Regions from separate parts of the Sus scrofa genome. Here region 2 is linked to region 1. The links are chromatin contacts, called in public Hi-C maps. All regions are on one chromosome and are shown on one strand. Each heading gives the region's core, a stretch centred on a gene start, on an enhancer-like site or on the middle of the called end of the contact. The rest is flanking DNA. Distances are from core to core; before and after follow the strand shown.

What was found. A called contact is a pair of places that touch in the nucleus more often than the background predicts.
Region 2: a Hi-C map of undifferentiated spermatogonia shows a contact between it and region 1, with 2.4 times the contacts expected there. The contact joins the promoter of PRKAA1 here to the promoter of TTC33 in region 1. A contact is called at or near these places in 1 of 5 promoter capture datasets (liver), 10 of 47 Hi-C or Micro-C datasets (embryonic fibroblasts, heart right ventricle, liver and 3 more) and 1 of 2 datasets of contacts at active chromatin or transcription factors (alveolar macrophages).

The regions. Positions count from the first base shown.
Region 1 is chr16:25,738,093-25,743,554 of Sscrofa11.1, forward strand. TTC33 (tetratricopeptide repeat protein 33) reads right to left here and starts at 3,870. Exons shown (of 5, transcript XM_021076656.1): 1 at 3,715-3,870.
Region 2 is chr16:25,781,530-25,787,100 of Sscrofa11.1, forward strand. It overlaps PRKAA1 (protein kinase, AMP-activated, alpha 1 catalytic subunit), which reads right to left and starts at 1,952. Exons shown (of 9, transcript NM_001167633.1): 1 at 1,853-1,952. The coding sequence starts at 1,952.

The sequences.
Region 1 (5,462 bases), core at 2,620-5,119:
CCCAGAAATAAACCCAGACACCTACAGTCAATTAATCTTCGACAAAGGAGGCAAGAATATAAAATGGGAGAAAGACTGGGAAAACTGGACAGCTGCATGCAAATCAATGAAACCAGAACAGACCTCACACCATGCACAAAAATAAACTCAAAATGACTTAAAGACTTACGTGTAAGACACGATACCATAAAACTCCTAGATGAGAACACAGGCGGGAGTTCGCTTCTTGGCTCAGCAGTCAACCAACCTGACTAGGATCCATGAAGACGTAGGTTCAAACCCTGGCCTCGCTCAGTGGGTTAAGAATCCAGCATGCCATGAGCTGTGGTGTAGGTCGAAGACAAGGCTTGGATCCAGCATTGCTGTGGGAGTGGCACAGACCAGCAGCTATAGCTCCAATTCGACCCCTAGTCTGGGAACTTCCATATGCCACAGGTGCAGCCCTAAAAAGAAAAAAAAATATATTCTCTGACATCAACCATACAAATGCTTTCCTAGGTCAGACTCCAAAGGCAACAGAAATAAAAGCAAAATTAAACCAATGGGACCTAATTAAACTGACGAGCTTTTGCGCAGCAAAGGAAACCATAAAAAAAAAAAAAAAAGACAACCTATGGAATGGAAGAAAATAGTTTTAAACGATGCAACTGACAAGGGCTTAATCTCTAAAACACACAAACAACATATACAACCCAACAGCAAAAAAATCAACAACCCATTTGAAAAATGGGCAAAAGACCTGAATAGACATTTCTTCAAAGAATATATACAGATGGCCAAAAGACACATGAAAAAATGCTCAACATCACTAATTATTAGAGAAATGCAAATCAAACCTACTATGAGGTACACCTCCCACCTGTCAGAATGGCCATCATTAACAAGTCAACAAATAAGAAATGCTGGAAAGGGTGTGGAGAAAAGGGAACCCTCCAGCATTGTTCATGAGAATGTAAATTGGTACAACCACTCTGGAAAACAGTATGGAGGTACCTCAGAAAACTAAATAAAGAACTACCATATGACCCAGCAATCCCACTCTTGGGCATATATGGAGACAAAACTTTCCTTGAAAAAGATGCGTGCACCCATAAGTTCACTGTAGCACTATTCACAATAGCCAAGACATGCAAACAACCTAAATGTCCACTGACAGATGAATGGATTAAGAAGATGTATATATATATGTGCACACACACACACACATATATATATGCACACACACAATGGAATACTACTCAGCCATATAAAGAGCAAAATAATGCCATTTGCAGCAACATGGATGAAACTAGAGAATCTCATATTTAAGTGAAGTCAGAAAGACAAATACCGTATGATATCACTTACATCTGGAATCAAATATACACCACAAATGAACCTTTCCACAGAAAAGAAACTCATGGACTTGGAGAAGACTTGTGGTTGCCAAAGGGGAGGGGAAGGGGGAAGGAGTGGGATGGATTGGGAGTCTGGGGTTAATAGATGCAAATTACTGCCTTTGGAGTGGATAAGCAATGAGATACTGCTGTATAGGACACAGGAAACTATATCTAGTCACTTATGATGGAACATGATGGAAGATAATGTGAGAAAAAGAAAGTATATATATATATGTGTGTGTGTGCATGTGATTGGGTCACTGCTGTACAAAAGAAATTGACAGAACATTTTAAATCAACCATAATGGAAAAAAATAAAACTCATTAAAAAAATAAAATAACATTTGGGGGAAAAAAAGGAGTAAAGAATCAAGGACTCGGAGTTCCCGTCGTGGTGCAGTGGTTAATGAATCCGACTAGGAACCATGAGGTTTCGGGTTCGGTCCCTGCCCTTGCTCAGTGGGTTAAGGATCTGGCTTTGCTTTGAGCTATGATGTAGTGGGCAGAAATGGCTCGGATCTGGCGTTGCTGTGGTTGTGGCATAGGCCGGCAGCTGTAGCTCAATTACACCCCTAACCTAGGAACCTCCATATACCATGGGTTCAGCCCTAAAAAAAAAAAAAAAAAAAAAAAAAAAAAAGCAGCAATCTTCTATTACCAAAGCCATTGGTACAATTTAATATTGTCTCTAAACTGTCTAGAGACCAGAAGAGTACAGTCAACACAATACAGGATAACTGCCTACCAGAGAGTAAACAAAGGAAGCTATGATATGAGAAAAAAAAAACCCTGGAAGTTTCTACAAGCCCTTAAGTTTCATGAATAAAATTTAGCCCCTGGAGAGTTACTGCTATGGTGCAGAGTTAAGGCTACAGGGTTGCAGCAGCTGTGAGAGGTCGAAGCTACAGCTAAGATGCCATCAAGGGCTGAGAACTTCCATATGCCGCAGATGACACCAAAAAAAAAAAAAAAAAAAAAAAAAAAGCCCACCCACCGTAAAGGTGAGTGCATATATGCAAAAAGTCCTTCCACCTAGGAAAATCTTAACAGCTGGAGTTGATTCGGATATCTTAAACAGTATCAGTTTATTGTTCGTCTAAAGCTATCTGAACGTGAAATTAAAACTTAAGGCTTTCCTAAATTTATACAGTTGGATGGGCAAGGTGCCAACATCCTAGCCTTTACATTTTCCCTCCAGGATAAGGAATCATATGGGTAAGTCATAATCATATGGACTTTATGTTAAACTCATAAAACAACACAAATTTCTTATTCACTTATTTATTTGGTGTTTTGAGGGCCGCACCCGCGGCATATGGAGGTTCTCAGGCTGGGGGTCGAATCCGAGCTGTAGCTGTTGGCCTAAGCTCCAGCCACAGCAACGCGCCATATCCGAGCAGAATCTGTGACCTACCCCACAGCTCACCGCAACGCCAGATCCTTAACCCACTGAGCGAGGCCAGGGATCCAACCCGTGTCCTCATGGATACTAGCCTGGTTAGTTAACCACTGAGCCACGACGGTAGCTCCACAAATTTCTTCTACACGGAATTGTAATAAAGGAATGCCACGAAAATTCTAGATAACGATGCTGCCATCGAAATTCTTTTGTTGATACAATGAACCCTGGGATAGTCACTCAAAGACGGTGGACGCCTTGACATTTTACCCTGCCACAGGCTAGGGAAGGCTTCTCTCCATGGCATCGGTGGGTGCAGCCCTCAAGGCCAGAAACCTGAGAAACACAATCAAGTAGTCAAAACAGCACCCTTCCGGATAAGAGCTGGGTTCAGAGAATGAGGAATTCTTGAAAGGATTTGCCCGAAAATGTTACCGCAAAACAGAAACTAGTAATAGCGACTTCCCATTTATTTTGCATAACAATTAAAATGTGCGAAGTTCATAAAGGCTGGGCAGGACGTCACCCGCGAGTTCACAGCCCCGCCCTCAGCCGCGGGAACCTTCCTCCCAGGGTGCAAAGCAAACTCGCCTCCCGCCCCTCCCACCGCTCAGGGCAGGTCAAACCCCCGCCACCCGCCTCGGAAGCCGCCCTCGGCGCGGGCGCAAGGGAGAACGGGACACCCAGACTTGCTGGTCCCTAAAGACCAACCTTAGCGTCCCGGTTCTGTCACACCCGCGGTGGGTCTCAACTCCGACTTCTGAAGCTCTTTCCCCCCCGTCACCCCAAGACCCACCAGCCTCGTTTCCTCCTCTTCCTCGGGCTTCCACCACGGACCGGGTAGTCCGTGTTACCTAATGATCGCTCTCCAGTCTCGTATTTACATTCTGCTTGCCCTTTGCCCACCGGAAACGGAAATTATGCCCGACCTCCTACCTGCTTGCCTTTGGTGGCGGGACTTCTAAAAAAGGGGGCACGCCGACCTGGGGTGTCCGAACTCTCCAGAGAAAGGAGCAGGCAAGCCGAGACTCTGCGCCTTTCTCAGCCGCAGTCTTTTCCCTGGTACCACAAATCCCAGAAGTCACTGCGGCCGCACCGACCCCATGACCCTCCGCGGCTGGTATGCAGGGAGCGCCCTCTAGCGGTAAACGAGGGCCTACAACGCAGTAGTGCAGGAAACCAGCTGCGCAAGCTGAGTGTGCGCGCGGAGAGAACCGCCCTGGCGGTACCGGGCGACCCATGCAGTCAGCAGACGAGGCGCATGAGAACAGTTTGGGGAGGGTGCTTTACAGACTAAGTTGATGAGGTCGGTCAGTCGCAGAGGACAGAAAATAAATAAATGGAGACACGTTAACTCAGGGAAGTGTTCAGGAAATTGAAAAATGAAGATGGTCGATCTCAATGTCTGTGCAAAGGAAGATCATTTTTCTAGACCTGATTTTCTCAACTTCAATGCTGCAACATTTCGAACTGAATAATTATTTGTTGGGAAAAGGGGGGCTCTCCCGTGCGCTGCAGGGTTTTAAGGGCATCCGCCGTCTCTACCCATTAGCTGCCATTAGCATCCACTATCACCCCTTCATTTGTGACACCAAAAATGCTTCCCTCCACACGTTGGCAAATGTCTCTGGCAGAAAGATGGGTCCTCCACCTCTGCCCCATTGAGGATCACTGATGTGAGACAATAATTCTCCAAAGTTTATCCCAAGACCCCCAGGGTCGTCCAGATCCTTTCAAAGTCAAAACTCTCATACTAACATAAAGGCATCCTTTGCCTTTTTCACAATGTTGACATTTGTAGTGAGAGTGGAAAAGCAATGATGGCTAAAACCACCAGCACCTCAGCACATCAAGGCAATGATACCAAGCTGTACTAGCAGTCATTGCAAGCATCGCATTTACTGTAAGAAAGAAAAAAAAAATGCTGTCACTCAATGTCCTTGAGAAGCAGTAAGAATTATTTTATTAAAATAATCCAAGGAGTTTCCATAGTGGCTCAGTGGTTACGAATCCGACTAGGAACCATGAGGTTGCGGGTTCGATCCCTGGCCTCGCTCAGTGGGTTAAGGATCCAGCGTTGCCTTGAGCCATGGTGTAGGTAACAGGCAGCTCAGATCTGGCATTGCTGTGGCTGTGGTATAGGCCAGTGGCTACAGCTCCTATTAGACCCCTAGCCTGGGAACCTCCATATGCCACAGGAGCGGCCCTAAAAAAGGCAAAAAGTCAAAAAGACAAAAAAAAAAAAAAAAAAAATCCAAGTACATATTTCCTTTTTAATATTCTGTATGACAAAATCAGAGATACTGATAATGTGACTTTGCTATATAATGAAGTATGATGTCTCAAGTTAAAAGCACATGTGAGGAGTTCCCGTCGTGGCTCAGTGATTAACGAATCTGACTAGGAACCATGAGGTTGCAGGTTTGATCCCTGGCCTCGCTCAGTGGGTTAACGATCTGGCGTTGCCAGTGACCTGAGGTGTAGGTTGCAGACACGGCTTGGATCTGGCATTGCTGTGGCTCTGGCGTAGGCTGGGGGCTACAGCTCCAATTCAACCCCTAGCCTGGGAACCTCCATGTGCCACAGGTGCAGCCCTAGAAAAGACAAAAAAAAAAAAAAAAAAAAAAAAAAAAAAAAAAAGCACATGTGAGACTGCATAAGCTGAAGTAGATACCATTTTTGTG
Region 2 (5,571 bases), core at 702-3,201, 42 kb after region 1:
CCCACAATCCTTTGACTAATACTGGACTTTCCATATTTGGAGAGATTGTTGACTTTGACAGTTTGTGGTATTTCAAGAGAGGTACATGTGGAGGAGCGAAGGTTAAGGAAAAGCAGTCATTGGAGAGCTTCATGTCACAGCCACATCATAGATCAAATCCAGAAAATGCAAAAATACCCCCATGTTTTCCTATCTGCCAGACCCGACTCTGCTCAGGTCTATATTAGGAAAATGATGAGCATCCTGATCCAAGGAGAACTCTGAGTAAGGGTGAAAGCATCAAGACTGCCATTACTATTTTGAAGGTGTTAATGAGTATTTCTTACAAATACCTGCAAACTGAAAGCAGTCTATAATTGCTAACAAATAAAGAGACAATATCGCCAAAAATAAATAACTTCCAGGGCACAGAAACATCTTACTGGCCTAACACAGACCCACCCTCATGGCTGTAAATAGTACCCTATTCTGGCATTTGCTTCTTACTTTCTCTTACATTGTTGGCCTTGCTGATTTTCTTAAGAAGGTTTAGGCAGTTGCTTCCCTGTGGGCTCTACAGCAATTTTCCAGTTCTATGACTCAGAAAGGGCAAGAGAAGAAAGGGCTCTCTCCTCTTCCATCCCTAGGTAAAACCAGAAAATGTTTATTTAGCTCTGATAGAGCAAGGCTCAGTTAGTTAATTCACTGTACAGACTTTCACAAACTTTTTTCTCTTTCAAATCAAATATTTACCAAGAGCTTGTATATGTAAGTCATAGGCTATTATTTATCCAAAGCCAATGCATGAATTATTTTTATCAGTTTCATACTTCCGTCCTCTTCTCTACATCTCTAATTTCAAAGTCAAATATTTTGAAGAAAAAATATTTATGCCTCACAAAATTTGCAATTAAACTTTTTGTGCCAGAATTGGTGGACTGAAGAGCAAGTTTGTTATTTCCAAAATAGTCTGTCGACACAAAGGTAAGCGACTCCACTTTTCTTAAAAATTGGTTTTCAAATGATGTGTGCTAAACTATTTATTAAAATGGAAATAGCCTGTGATAATAGAAGGAGACGAACAGCATCAATGAATTTATAAACGTTATCTGGAGGCAAAATCTGCACTGCCTACCAGGTTTGGCCAGAGACCGCAAAACTGTTAATTCAGAAACACTGAAGGCGTGGAGTCTGCATTCAGACCATAAGCCATGGATCGCAAACACATATAAGACTGGTTTATACTTATTTACTGCTCCGAAAAAATTTAATGATCCTTTCCGACGACATGGCCTCTTTGATTTTCTTAATTCTGCAAACTACCCTTAAAGCAACCTTATTTGGGCGGGGGGGGGGGGGGGACACATTTCATACTTGAGAATAAGCCAGGGCAGGTAAGCCAAGAGCCTCCTAAAGAGGACGGAAATACGGACAATGCCGAGGATGGCCAGAAAAGCGATGGGCTGGCCCTGAGCCCAGGGAGCACAGCTGGGACGAAGGCTAGGCCGCCTCCCCGGGGTTCCCGGCCAAGACCCCAGGACCCCCACCCACCACCAGGAGCGCAGCGCGCAGCCCGGGATAGCCGGGCCTGGGAAAGTTCGCACCTCCGCATCCCCGCCCCTTGCACTGACGAGCTTCTCCAGCCGCGGCACCGTCGCCACGGCGACCAGTCCCCACCCCACCCCCACCCAGCCTGGGGGCGCCGCGCCGCAGTCCCGCGGCGGCCTCGGGCTCCGCTCCCTCCGAGTCAGGACAGGCGCTGCCGAGCCCGGGAGACGAGGAACGCAAGGGGCGGGGGAGGATGAAGAGGTGCGAAAGGCGGAAGTCGTTCGGATCCCGGGCCGGGGCCGCCTCTTGCCCTGGGGGTCCTCACCCTTCACTTTGCCGAAGGTCCCGACCCCCAGCGTGTCCCCCAGGATGTAGTGGCCGATTTTCACCCGCCCGTCGTGTTTCTGCTTCTCGGCTGTCGCCATCTTTCTCCAGGAACTGAGTCTGCGCATGGCGCCGCGGGAGGGGGCGGAGGGGGCGGGCAGGGCCGCGCCGGGGGCGGGCGGGGAGGGGGTGGGGACGCGGGAGGGGAGCCGCGCCGCCGAGCCGCCGCCCTACGTCGCTTGCTGGGTCCCGTCAGCCAACAGAAGCGCGCAGACGCTCCCCCTGGCGGGGCAGGCAAGGGTCGCTAGGAGGGGCACCGGTACCCCTTTCCTCGCCCTGCGTCCTCGAGGCCTGGGGCTCCATCCCACCTGCGCGCGGGAGGGGGCTTCCTGGCTTTCTGAGGAGGGCAGCAGCTCTTCTGCTCCTTCTGCTTAGGCGGCGTCTCTGCCCGCAGTGGTCTCGCCTAATTACCGCTCTTGGTTTGGGGGGCCCGCTCTTCAAGAACACTGGAGAAGTCTGCTCCGGGCTTGTTACTAGTGGATTAAAACATGGCAGGGGACACCGCCCTGCCACTGCTTTCTAACCTTTAATTTTTCCTGTTCGGATGGAATCTAGAAGCCTCTAGGAGTTGTCAGTTGCATCTTTGATGAAGTTCCCTCTTCTTCCACTACATCCCCACCCCTGCTGGTCTTTTTTTTACTTTGCGCCAGTAAGTTGCTGTTTGGGCACCTCGACAGCTCAAGCAGCATTGTGGGTCTTTCCTTCTACTGGATTCTCTCCCGCAGTGTCCTCCCCGCAACAAGCTCTATTGGAAGGAGCGAGTTGGGGATAAGGGTGAATGTGTGTGTGTGTGTCTGGGAAGCAGGATGTTACCCAACACGTTCTGATGTATAGCAATTAATATTTTAAGATTATCAGTAAAATGTAGACCTTGAACTGAAAACAAAGCTTACAGTTGCATCAACCAAATCAATCAACAAATATTTATTGTACTTCCAGTGAGTAAGAGTTTATACAATGGGGTCATGGCATATCACAGGGGAAGTAGAGAAAGTATGCGTATTTGTAATAGAGTTTTTAAGTGAGTGTAAATAATTGTAAATTATTACTCTAACATGGGCGAAGTCAAGTGTCAACCAAAACAAAAACCAGTTTATGTGATCTCAGTTCTGCCGGGTCATAGCATTTGGGCCAGTGTCAATGGACAAAGAGTTGGACTCTTCATGAAAAAATATAAAAAAGGAAAAGATGTTCTTTTTCCATCCCAATGAAAGTTACTCAGCTCTTCTGATTTTTACATACTTCATAAAATCAAAATAACATGCGTTAAGCAGAGACAGCTTTGTTCCAAGCAAGGTACTGCAGAGGAAGCAAAAGCTTTTGAGCTTAGAATTATATCAGATAATCAGAGAACAGTTACAACCAGCTTTGGATAATCAGTTCCTACTGTATTACAGACTGTGTATATTTTTGAAGAGCCAAAAAGTTAAGAAATCTTTTTTGCAATCTTCCTGTACACTTTAGTTATTCCAACATAAGCTTTTTTTTTAAGATATTTGCTACACACCCATAAACAAACATATTTATAACAAAATAAGGAAAAAATATACATGAAAATTAGTCTTTGTTTCTATAACTGGTCACATGATCAGAGCTGGTGTTTATAACTACCTTATCCCACTACCCATCGTGGTTCATCCCAGGAAACTGGATATGGAGTAGGACCCTGTGCTATACAGCATTGTTTATCCATTCTAAATGTAGTAATTGGCATCTGCTAACACCAAACTCCCACTGCATCCCACGCCCTACCCCCAGACCTTGGCAACCACAAGTCTGTTCTATACTATGTCTGTGAGTCTGTTTCTGTTTTGTAGATAGGTTCATTTGCGCCTTTTTTTTTTTTTTTTTTTTTTTGTCTTTTTGTCTTTTCGTCTTTTCTGGGGCTGCACCCGAGGCACTTGGAGGTTCCCAGGCTAGGGGTCTAATCGGAGCTGTAGCCGGTGGCCTAAGCCACAGCCACAGCAACTCCAGATCCGAGCCTCGTCTGTGGCCTATACCACAGCTCACAGCAACCCCGGGTCCTTAACCCACTGAGCAAGGCCAGGGATCAAACCCTCAACCTCATGGTTCCTAGTTGGATTCGTTAATCACTGAGCCCTGACAGGCACTTCATTTGTGCTTTGCTTTAGATCCTACATATAAGTGGTATCATATGGTATACATCTTTCTCTTTCTGACTTACTTCACTTAGTATGAGAATCTCTAGTTGCAACCAGGAAATTTTTGATCATGAGATGTTTGGGGACAGGCAGTGGCTATTGTTGTAATTTTTGTTCTCTTGTTTCTTCATCTTTACCTGCTTGCTTTGTGAGTTTCTGCAGCCTTTTGGATATCTACAAAGCAGAAATAGTTCTCTGGATCCTCTAAAGGAAAAAAAAAACAAACAAACAACCTTTAATCCTCCCACCCCAAAATAGCATCTCATGGAGCTCCCTGGTAGCCCTGGCGTAGGCCACTACTATGGCTCAGGTTCATTCCCTGCCCTGGGAACTGCTGCATGCCAGGTGTGGGAAAGAAAAAAAAAAGGTGTCTTAAACCATTTTAAATTTGCATCATGTCTAGAACATTGCCCAGCAAGTTTCTGTTATTTCCTTTACCCTAAAAGGAAAAGATTTCAAGGTACCTCAGCTCTGTACCATGCCAGTTAAGCAACATGGCATTCAACAAGGGAGCAATCTGAAGCTAAATTTTGCAAACCTAGCTCTTCATGAAACTATCAATTCATTTTTAGCAGAAATATCAGTTTGTTTCTGCCTTGGTGTTATTTTATATTATAATCTACTTAATAAATATTCATTAAATGCCACTGTTTACCTGAAAGTATTGCTAGGTAAATAAAATCAATAATCAAAGGTCAAAGAATTGATTAGGAACTTAGAGGTCATCTTATCTAGGCTTCAGGGTCTCTGTTTAAGCAGCTTTTATTGATTTTTTCCTAAGTTGTGTTAAAAACTGAATTCTAAGGAAGCAAATAATAAGCCTTCTTTATTCCTTTGCTTTTTCTCTTTCCTTCAGTCCTTTTTAAAAGTTTTTTGTCACATTTTCTTCCACCCAGAGACTGTGGGTAGATACAAAGTGAAAAGTCATGGTTCCCTGTCCTGGAGAAGCTCATAGTCTAGGTGGGCAATTCTGTGTATTCCCCTCAACCCCACAATAGATAATATTCACACGCCGAACATTCTTCCACGGTGGAAGTGAAGGTAAACTGTGACTTACCCCCAGTTTCTGGACCCATCAGCTGGTCCCCTATCTTGACAAACTATATTGGAATATAAGTGGGCAGGAGTGACTTTATAGAAGTAACCTTGGATCTGCTCTAGTTTAAGAGGGAGGAAAAGTAAATTGTTTTCAAACTTTAGTACTTCAACTTTTATTAGTACAAATAAGTTACAATACAGCTTACCGCTGATAAAGACAAATCGGGATGACCTAACGCCGTGGTGGAGAACCTCCCATCTCATGGGAAAACTCACTAGTTAGTTGTCAGCAGCTTCCTTTTTCAGTCCTTCCGAGATTCTAACAGAATTGTGCAATCTCTTAGTCTTTTCTTCTTAAGACCATCACAGTGTTAGTAAACCCTACACTGTTAGGGAGATACTATACTTTCTCAATGTCTATTTAGTATAGGTGGTGGTCAGAACTAAAAACCTTAAGCAC